Linked DNA regions of Mus musculus: all the other regions are linked to region 1. The links are chromatin contacts, called in public Hi-C maps. All regions are on one chromosome and are shown on one strand. The core of a region is the stretch at or near the end of the contact, and the rest is flanking DNA. Distances in the headings are between cores, read along the strand shown.

The links. A called contact is a pair of places that touch in the nucleus more often than the background predicts.
Region 2: a contact with region 1 is called in a Hi-C map of B cells, with 6 read pairs. The contact joins the promoter of Micos10 here to the promoter of Pef1 in region 1. A contact is called at or near these places in 1 of 39 promoter capture datasets (pre-B cells) and 1 of 484 Hi-C or Micro-C datasets (B cells).
Region 3: a Hi-C map of regulatory T cells shows a contact between it and region 1, with 5 times the contacts expected there. The contact joins the promoter of Usp48 here to the promoter of Pef1 in region 1. A contact is called at or near these places in 2 of 484 Hi-C or Micro-C datasets (CD4 T cells and regulatory T cells).

The regions. Positions count from the first base shown.
Region 1 is chr4:130,105,791-130,108,977 of GRCm38.p6, reverse strand. Pef1 (penta-EF hand domain containing 1) reads right to left here and starts at 1,422. Exons shown (of 5, transcript NM_026441.4): 1 at 1,328-1,422. The coding sequence starts at 1,351. Gm40258 (a long non-coding RNA gene) reads left to right here and starts at 860. Exons shown (of 2, transcript XR_868200.3): 1 at 860-1,377.
Region 2 is chr4:139,129,492-139,132,678 of GRCm38.p6, reverse strand. It overlaps Micos10 (mitochondrial contact site and cristae organizing system subunit 10), which reads left to right and starts at 1,566. Exons shown (of 4, transcript NM_001163006.2): 1 at 1,566-1,757. The coding sequence starts at 1,694.
Region 3 is chr4:137,592,423-137,595,609 of GRCm38.p6, reverse strand. Usp48 (ubiquitin specific peptidase 48) reads right to left here and starts at 1,438. Exons shown (of 27, transcript NM_001355588.1): 1 at 1,094-1,438. The coding sequence starts at 1,227.

The sequences.
Region 1 (3,187 bases), core at 173-2,672:
TGCTCCTCAGCTATAAGTCAAAATAATAAGCCCTGCATGCTTACAGGGTCTTCATATGGGCACAATGGGGGCCCAACTGCTGTGTGGGAGCCAGCAAGATGACTCAGTGGGTAAAGGGGCTTGCTGAAAGGCCCAAGAAGGTTGATCCCCAAGACCCACATGATAGAGAAAAAAATAATTCCTGTGCATGTGCACATGTGTAGCCGCCCTCTCCCCACCCCCAACACACACACAAAGTAAATGTAAGAAATGCTATATAAACCACATAGGCCTTTAAATATCTTTTAGTCTGTGACTATGGCCAATCAAAGCTTGGTAATAACCCATTTGACTTTGCATTCCACTTTCCATACATGAGACTAATCTCTTAAACTACTCTGTGATCAGGACGATTATTTTGTCCAAATTATTTCGAAGTGAGGGGCCTGCTTTGAAAACTCCTACAAAGTGATGTTACACTTTACCGTATAGCATAGCATATGCCTACAGGAATCACATCGTTCTTCCTAATAACTCTGTGAGGGGTGGACTCTTACTACTTGGTCCATTTTATGAGAGGAAACTGGATCAGGAAAAAAAAAAAAAAAAAAAAAAGACTTAAAACTAATGCGGCAAAGATCTGGCTCCACTTTTAACTCAAAACTGCATTTGGCACCTCTATGTCACCTAATTCTGGCCACAAAATAAATCACACTGAAATGATGTTCCCGGCTGGTTCAAGGCAGGCTAGAAAGGAAGGAAGAAGCAGTTGCAGACAACCCAAGTTCTGACCTTGGCTCTGCTGCCTAACTACTTGGTAACTTAGATAAACTCCATATCTTCTCTGGGTTTCACTTTTCCTACGTGTGAAAGGACGCTGGACAACCGTGAGGGGTGTAATCTCACTTCTGGTACCTCCTACCACTGATTGTCCCGAGATTATTCGGTCGCAGGACGGTGCTGAGAGAGTCGGGCAACTTGTTTTTATCAAGTTACGCCCAGAAAGACTCCAAGGGAAAAAGAGCTCTAAACGCCTCGAGAGCACAGAGGACTCCGCCCCACGGAGACCTGAGTTAAGCACCCTGGTCCGGTTCAGCCCGGATCAATTCACAGCAAAACCCCCAAAGCCAGTTTTGCGCAATATAAACAACCCCTCGAGTGGTCCTATGTGACGTAAAACGAGCGCGACGGACTGGCCCTCCTGTTTCTCGCTCACACAGAGTCTTGTTGAAGTAAACCTCTGCGTGAAAAGGCTGCGGATCAAGTGGGGAGAAAGAGCCGAGGATGGAGAGTGGTACCGGATCTATAGACAAGCCCAAATATTGACGCAGGGGCCACTACAACTCACCTGTCCGTTTGGATAGCTGGCCATGGCGGTTATGACGTCACACAACTGTGGTAGGCGGAGTTTCCTGCTCCCAATGCCGCTCCTGGTTGGATTTTGGGGCGGGTCCGATTGTGATTGGACGGACAGGCTGTCAATCTTCCGGTCAACAAACGGAAGTCACAGGCGGTGAGCTGGTACCTTACAGAGGGCTGGGTAGGAGTGTCCGGAAGTGTTGTTGACCGTAGTGGCTCGTTTGTTTTTATTTTTCGTGACCTGCAGCGGACCTCGGGCCTGGCCAGCTGTAGTTATCTAATGGGGAGACTTGGTCAGTTGTTTCTGTGGTGGCCATATTATAACCTGGCAAGGCCATATTATAACCTGACGCATATTAGTTACGTCACTGTCGTGATCACTTTACTTCTAACGCCCAGGCGGTTGCCATGGCTACTGAGAACTTAAGCCTTTCCTGGAATGCAGGTGCCATTTAGAACGTGGGTACTAAACAGACCCGTGGACAGTGGAGAAAGGTCAGACCGCCAGAAGAGAAGGAAAATTAAGATGTCACGGTGCTCCTATCTTTATGTATGGGGAAACTGAGGCTCAGAAAGGCAATGACTTAGTTACCTAAACTCACAGTGAGTTCCTCAGCAAAGTACGGCCTAGAACTAGTGTCAGTAGATGACTAGGTCTCAACAAGGAGGTTTTATTCCCTCTGTAGGTCAAATCACAGTTCCTAAGTTACCAACTTTCCTGTACTTGGCTCTTGGGGTTTAGGTTCTAAACTTGGTTGCATGTTTATTTGATTAGTTACATTCCCACGTGGCCGGGCCTGGTGGCACATGCCTTTAGTCTCAGCAGGCAGAAGCAAGCATACATACATAGACAGTTCCAGTCTAGCCATGGCTGCATAATGAGGCTCTGTCTCAAACAACAACAGCAGCAGCAGCAACAACAAAAACTCTCATGTGGACAAGAATTGTGTTTGATTTGCTTATAATTGTATCCCCAGTATCTACAGTGCCAACACTATACTTTTTAAATAAAAAGTCCTGAGCTTTCAATCTAGCCAGGCACTTTCCACAGTCCCACTGCTGATCGTGGTACTGGCCATAGGACAGTCTGCAAAGCACGGTCCTCATCCTTACCTGCAGAGGAAGACAAGTCTGGTGATCCAGTTCCTTCGTGATCTGGCCCAGCCTTACCCACCAGCGCCCCGCTGGCTTATTTCTTTGCTCAGCTTCCCCCTCAGCACTGGCGTTAGTGAGCAGATCCTGTTGTTCGTTTTCTTTTTTAAACAGTTTCTAGCTGTGTGATCTTGAAGAAGTCATTTAACCTCTCTGAGTCACAGTTTTCTGGAATACAACTTAGGAAAATGCTAACTTAAAAATGAACTAGTCACAGCCTCTCACACTCAGGGTTACAACACTCATTCATAAAGACCAATGGCCTCTCACATCTACTCCTCCTGTCCCACCCTCTCTTTAACACCTCCCCCCATGGCTCCCAGCTCATTAGCCACTCCTCTCAGTCCCTCCAGTACTGCCACTGTGTCGCAGTCTAGCCCAGCGTAAGAATTCTCTGATCATTTCCACAAAACTCATCCTTCCTGTCTCAGAAAATAAAATATATATATGTATGTATATATAATCAATCATCTGGTTTTGCTCCATGTTCCAACCACCCCTCTGCTCCAGGACCCCTCTGTAGTCTGGCCTCATCGCCAATGTCTTTTTAGTGAACTCCAGCCCCGCTCCCTTCTCCATGGAGAAGCCAGAGTGGGTGCTTTAAAGTGTGAATTCGATATTGTCGTTCTCTAAACTCCTCTGAGGGTTTTTTGCCACTCTTAATACAATCTAAACTCATCCCTATGCCTTTATTGGC
Region 2 (3,187 bases), core at 317-2,816, 9.0 Mb before region 1:
GCAGTTTAAAACGAGATAGAGAGAGAGAGAGGTATTTGAGTAGTGAGAAGTTTGGTTTCTTTGAAAAACACAGAAATAAGACTTGGCTTTTGTCTTAATCCCAGGTGTGGGATGTAGGGCTGCTTCAGACTGTCCACAGCGCTGACGTGGCCTCGAGCTCTACCAGGGGTGTGATTCTGCCAGCTGCAGATGGTTTCTGCGACTGTGTGACGTTTGGATCCTGGGGACTTTCCAAAGGGTCTATAAATGCTAGGGCCTCAAGGGGCAGGTTGTTGGTGGGTTGCTGCTGGTTAAGTAGTAAAGTGGGAAGAAACAATAAGAAACTAGCTATTCTGCTGGAGAAGATCAAGCTTGCTCCAAGGAACTCAATGCCCCTCATCAGCAGGAAACAGTCTAATGATAACGTCACCTGTTGCCCTATCCTTTCTTATCGCCTATCTAGTGTTAGGGGGTTGAGTGGGTGGAAGAAAAGAAGTATCTATAAAGTAACACTGGTTGCGCTTTAGGGCTGTTTAGGTCACTCGGCAAGTAATAGCACTGCCTCTAAGTCTGGTGATCTGCGTTCAGTCCCTGGCACCCACAGGGTGGAGGGGCACCCACTCCCACTAGCTGTCCTCTGACTCCCACATGTGCCATTATAGGGCATGCGCAGGCACCCACACACTCTGTATAAAATGCAGCAGGGTGGGGGGTTGTTTTTAAATCCATTTGAATGGAAGTCGTTCATGCTCAAATAAATACTCCCCGACTGTGGCCATGCAGACAACCCTAATTAAACTGTGGATGGAGTGGTGCACATCTTTGATCTCAGCCCTACAAGGCAGAGACAGGTAGATCTCTTAATTCAAGGCCAGCCTGCTCTACAGAGCCAGGTCCAGGACAGCCAGGGCTACACAGAGAATCCCTGTCTCTGAAAAACAAAACAAAACAAAACAGAGACAATCAGAGAAACAGAAAACAAAACCAAACCCTCATATAACATGCCGGGCAGTGGTGGCACATGCCTCTAATCCCAGCACTTGGGAGGCAGAAGCAGGGGTTTTCTGAGTTCAAGGCCAGTCTGGTCTACAGAGTGAGTTCCAGGACAGCCAGGGCTACACAGAGAGACCCTGCCTCAAAAAAAAAAAAAAACAAAAACAAAAACAAAGTATATAACATATATATATATATATATATACACACACACACACACACACATTATTTTATTTGTTATATGTTTTATTATATATAATATAGATATATAATATACGTATATTTTATATATATACATGTATACATATACATACACACATATATACACATACACACATGAGGAAGATGGGGTTCAGTAGGTATAAAATGGAGGATGAAAGAGGGCAACAGTAGAACGGGAGGAGGGCAATGGCCAAAATAATTATGTACAAATATGAAAAACCCAGGAAAGACAAGGCCTTCTGTACTCTGGATGTAGTCAGTCTTCGCTTCCCTTCCGCTATCTCCAAGGTCAGGGTCACCTCCGGCTCCCAGGCAACCTGTCACCTTGACGACCGAGCGAAGAAAAGCCGGAAGCCAGGGACGACGTATGTGATCCCGCGATATTTGGCGCGCCGGCTCCGGCCGGAAGCTTATGGTGGCGGCCGGCTCTCGCGAGACTTGCCATCAGTAGGAGCGCGGGGGCCGGCCGTGAAGAGTGCTGGAGTTGCCAGTGAGGAACATGTCGGAGTCCGAGCTGGGCAGAAAGTGGGACCGGTGCATGGCCGACACGGTCGTGAAGCTAGGTGAGCTCATCTGCCTCTGGTAGGCCCTGGGCTGGAGCCGAGCGGCCCGCGCGCGGACGGGAAGCCGCAGGGGTCAAGCCGCGGCCTGCTGCTGTCTGGACGGCGGGGCGCGCTGAGCTGCGGGGCGCTGACAGGTGACGACTGTCAAGCGGGGCGGCGAGGGCGACGAGGGCGACGAGGGCGGCGAGGACAACGGGCCGAAGGGCGCGGGAGTTTCCGAGGTGGCTGGAGGTGCAGGCCCGGGGAAGCAGCGGTGCTCCGGGAGTGGGAAGGCGTGCGGGACGCGCCGGGAAACTCTGTCACTCCATGCCCCATGTCCCCCGGGTTAGGCGAGCAGCCGGCCGGAGCGCAGACGGCTCCCCAGCCGGGAGCAAGCGGCCTTCGGAAGAAGGTCATAGAAGAAGGCGCTTAACCGCCTCCGTCGGGCCGCGCTGGCAATTGCGGTCGTGCCCGGCCTCATTGATCCGAACCCGCCTCGGGTCTGCAGTTGGAGCCGGGGGTTATTCTCCGGAAGAATGGCCGCAGTCAGATAGATCGCGGCCACCGCCGGCCCCCTCGGTAGTCCAGGTTGTCTCTTTGGACACGCGTCCTGTGACGACACACTTTGTGAGGTCACGGGGTCGGGGAAGGAGGCTCGGGGGGCGGGGGTGTCCCATATAATAGTGATGGTGATGCAGATGTTAGGCGCGCTGCTCGCCACGGTAGCTCGGAAATGACCTGTCTCGTCGTGAGTTGGAGCTCGGTGAAGGAGCTTGCCTGAAATCGCGTTGCTGATAATGTGGCATAGTTGAGAATCCCTCCCCCCCCAGGATTTCTTCCTTGGGGTTCTCAGGCTCTCTGCTGATCCTCGTCCACTCCATCTTTCTCTTGTTGATTGTCTGCAGCTATTGGTGTGTAGGCCAGAGATCGATGATGAGTGGCTTCCCTCCCTCAGTAGCTCTTTGCCCTATTTATTGAGACAGTGCCTCACTATGGAGACCTGGCTGGCCAGGAAAACTATGTCAGCCAAGTTAGCCCTGAACTCAGACACTCTCTGCTGGATTTAAAGGTGTGCACCACTACACAGGACTCTCACAGGAACTGGAGCGCATCAGTTTGCCTAAACTGGCTGCCCATTGAGTTTTGATCGGCCTTCTCCCCCTCCCCAGCATTTTTTCATGGGTGTTGAGGATTTGAGCTCAAGTCTTTTTTTTTTTTATGCCAGGGGCTTTATTATCCACTGAGCTGTCTCTCCAATTCCTCCGACTCTTTCTTCTATACTAACATTTATTGTTGAAACTTAGATCCCATTCTCTCCCCCCCGCCCCCCCCCCGTTTTTGAAACTGGTACTCCTGCATAGTCTTGAACCAACAGATCTGCCAGCCTCGGCCTCACAAGTGAAGCGAGTGAAGGTGTGTGCTGTCACACATAGGTTCATATTTTATACTTC
Region 3 (3,187 bases), core at 189-2,688, 7.5 Mb before region 1:
AGGCTTTGCACATGCTCTGGAGCTGGAGTTACAGGTGGTTATCAAGCACCTGGTGTGGGTTCTCAGAACAAATGGTACTGTGATCCTTTGAAGAGAAGCCTGAGCCCTCTTTACTAATTAGCCATCTTTCCAGCCCCAGACTTAACTCTGTCTTTTATATCCCCTGTGCGGGTAATTGAACCAAGGGACTCAAGCATAAAACCACCACTCTACTCTCAAGCTAAACCACCAGCACTGTAACTATACACTTCAAATGAGTGCCTCGGTAAAGCTGTTTCAATTCCACACTATACAAATTGATGCCGTTCCAGAACTTCGAGGAGTCTTAATGTCCTTGTGAGCAGACACCTAGAGTTTAGAAAGATGCACCCGCTTTACTTTTGAAAACTTCCTAACTTACATTATATCTCAAATGAGGCACAGCTCTGAAGCCAGGAACCAAGGCTTCCACGTCTTCCACTTTTCCCTACACGCCCGATGACACGGAGCTATGGAGCATGCCTCGGTTTATCAATTCGATTGAACACAGGCCGGTGCAGGCTACGAGGTGGGGATAAGAAAACCACTCTACGCAAAAAAAGATCAGAACCAAGGGCCACGAAGGGGGAGCAGAATTTAAACAGCTAAAAACACTTTACTCTGCAAAGTGGTGTGGAGTTAGGGTGACCAAAAGAAAACACCTATAGGTCAAAGAGAGCCAGCCAATGAGAGCGGGGGACCGATGACGTAGGTTAACCAAAGGGTTTTCTAAACCTGCTCTCTGCAAGTGATACTTAGGTGATCAGGCCTTCTCAGCGTGCAATGACAGGAGATACAATGTCGACGAAGTTCGCTGTCGGCAAGTTCCCCTTTTACAAGCGAAAAGCGCACAGCTATGCCCAAGATCAAACAACACTCCAGCGTTACTTACTAAGCCCTATCTCCAACTATCTCCACCGCCATCTTCAGGATGCGAGCCCAGCAGCCGCATCACTTCGGGGGCTGCGTAGCTCCCGGGTCGTGCAAACTGAAAGGAGATGCAGTAACACCGTGCATCGCCCTGGTTCCCGGTCCCCCGTCCCCCGATCCCGCCTCGGCCACGCGAGGACCTCACCTGCACACGCCTCGGATACAAGGCTCCAGCCAGATGCGGTAGGCGGTCTCGATGTGCTCCTGCGACACCTCCTCGGGCCGCACCGTCTCCGCCCAGCGCCAGGCCGCCTTCTCCAGCTGCAGCCGCGGAGCCATAGCCTTGACCGAGGTAGCACTCGCCGAGCCCGGTGGCCTCCGGCGCCGCCTCCGTCTCCGCCCGAATGGGCACGGGCCCCTGCCAGCCGAAAGAACCCAGCGCTGCCCTCAGACAGGAGAGCAGTCAATCACCTGCGCGCGCCACGGCCGCCGCGCCCGCCCGCCCGCGCCCAGCTCGCACGACCAGCCGCAAAGCGCCGCCGCCGCCGCCGATACCCGACAGACCCCGCGCCTGCGGACGTTGGAGGCGTACGCCCTGCCGCAGTCTGCGCATGCGTGCTCCCAGGAGTCCCTGCGCCGAAAGCCCATGTAATCCGACTGGCGGAAGAAAGCCAAGCGTCTGCCCAAAGGCGACTCGCCACGTCTTTTTTCCGCCATGGTGAAGGCAGCTAGCTACGCTTCAGCCTCCGTCGTCTACTCCGACGAGCGAGAGCTTGCCCTTGCTTTCCACACTTCCCCTGTTACTGTGACAAAGTTACACCATAGAGTACTCAACGCACACCATAGGGCCACCGGGACTGTGAGTGGGACCTGATAATAGCAGAAACCGAGGCAGCCGGAACGCCACAGTCGGATCGAGGATTTCACTTGAGCCTGGGCGAGTTCCGGCTCCTTGCCCGTGCTTTCTGACGTCACGAGGCGTTATGTGGTTTGCGGATGCTACAACGGGACTACATATCCCAGCGTGCAATGCGCTCTGCCACTCGCGGAGCGCGAGGCATCCTGGGGTTTGTAGTCTTCGAAGTGATAGGCTCAGTCTTTGAGTTGCAGGTTGTTTAGAAGCATACACAGGTCTGGGACGTGTTCTTTGCTGTAGGCTGTTGACCAGAGGGTCAACACTTTGACGTCTTAATTCGTTATGGAGTGTACACCCTAGCTCCCTGCTGTGATATTATTTCCTTTTTGCAACTACTTCCCCTTAGACCTAAAAAAGGCTAAACTGAATCACAGCGTTTTGTAACAGAAAAGAGCTATTACAGCTAAAGAGAGAAAATTCCAGGACTTTAAATATGTAAAAGCCCTGTGGGAATTCAAGGACTAATTCCTCCCTTATCTACTCCTCAACCCACCCCACCAGCCCCCAAGTAACCTTGAACTGAAGTCAAGATTTACTGAAGCAAGATTTGGTCCTTTGGTTGAATTTAGGCTGAAAATAAAAAACACAAAAATCTTCTAAGTCAGGACACACACACATACACCTCCTTTCTTAAAGAATTCCTACACCAGTTGGTTGGTGGTGGCACACACTTTTAATCTCAGGAGGCAGAGACAGGTAGATCTCTGAGTTAGTGGGCCAACCTTGTCTACAGAGTGAGTTCCAGGACAGCCAGGGCCACACAGAGAAACCTCGTCTCCTGGAAGGAAAAAAAAAAAAAGTCAAACAAATAAACACTGAATTCCTATACCACTGGTTAACAGTTGAACACTGTTGTGGGGCCCACCTTTAATCCCAGTACTCTGGTGGTGAAGGGTAGAGCCTTGCAAATTTAGTGAGTTTCTTTTTTTGTTGTTTGTTTGTTTTGTGGGGCCCACCTTTAATCCCAGTACTCTGGTGGTGAAGGGTAGAGCCTTGCTAATTTAGTGAGTTTCTTTTTTTGTTGTTTGTTTGTTTGTTTGTTTGTTTGTTTTTTGGAGACAGGGTTTCTCTGTATAGCCCTAGCTGTCCTGGAACTCACTTTGTTGACCAGGCCGGCCTTGATCTCAGAAATCCACCTGCCTCTGCCTCCCCAGTGATGGGATTAAAGGCGTGCGCCACCACGCCCAGCGAGTTTAGTGAGTTTCATGACAGCCAGAGCTACATACATGGTGAGACCCTGTTGCAAAAACACACATAATAAGTTGAACTACTTTCTTTTTGTTTTTAAGATTTATTTATTCATTTTTTTATGTATGCAAGTATACTTGTAGTTGTATAGATGGTTGTGAGCCTTAATGTGGTTGTTGGGAATTGAATTTTTAG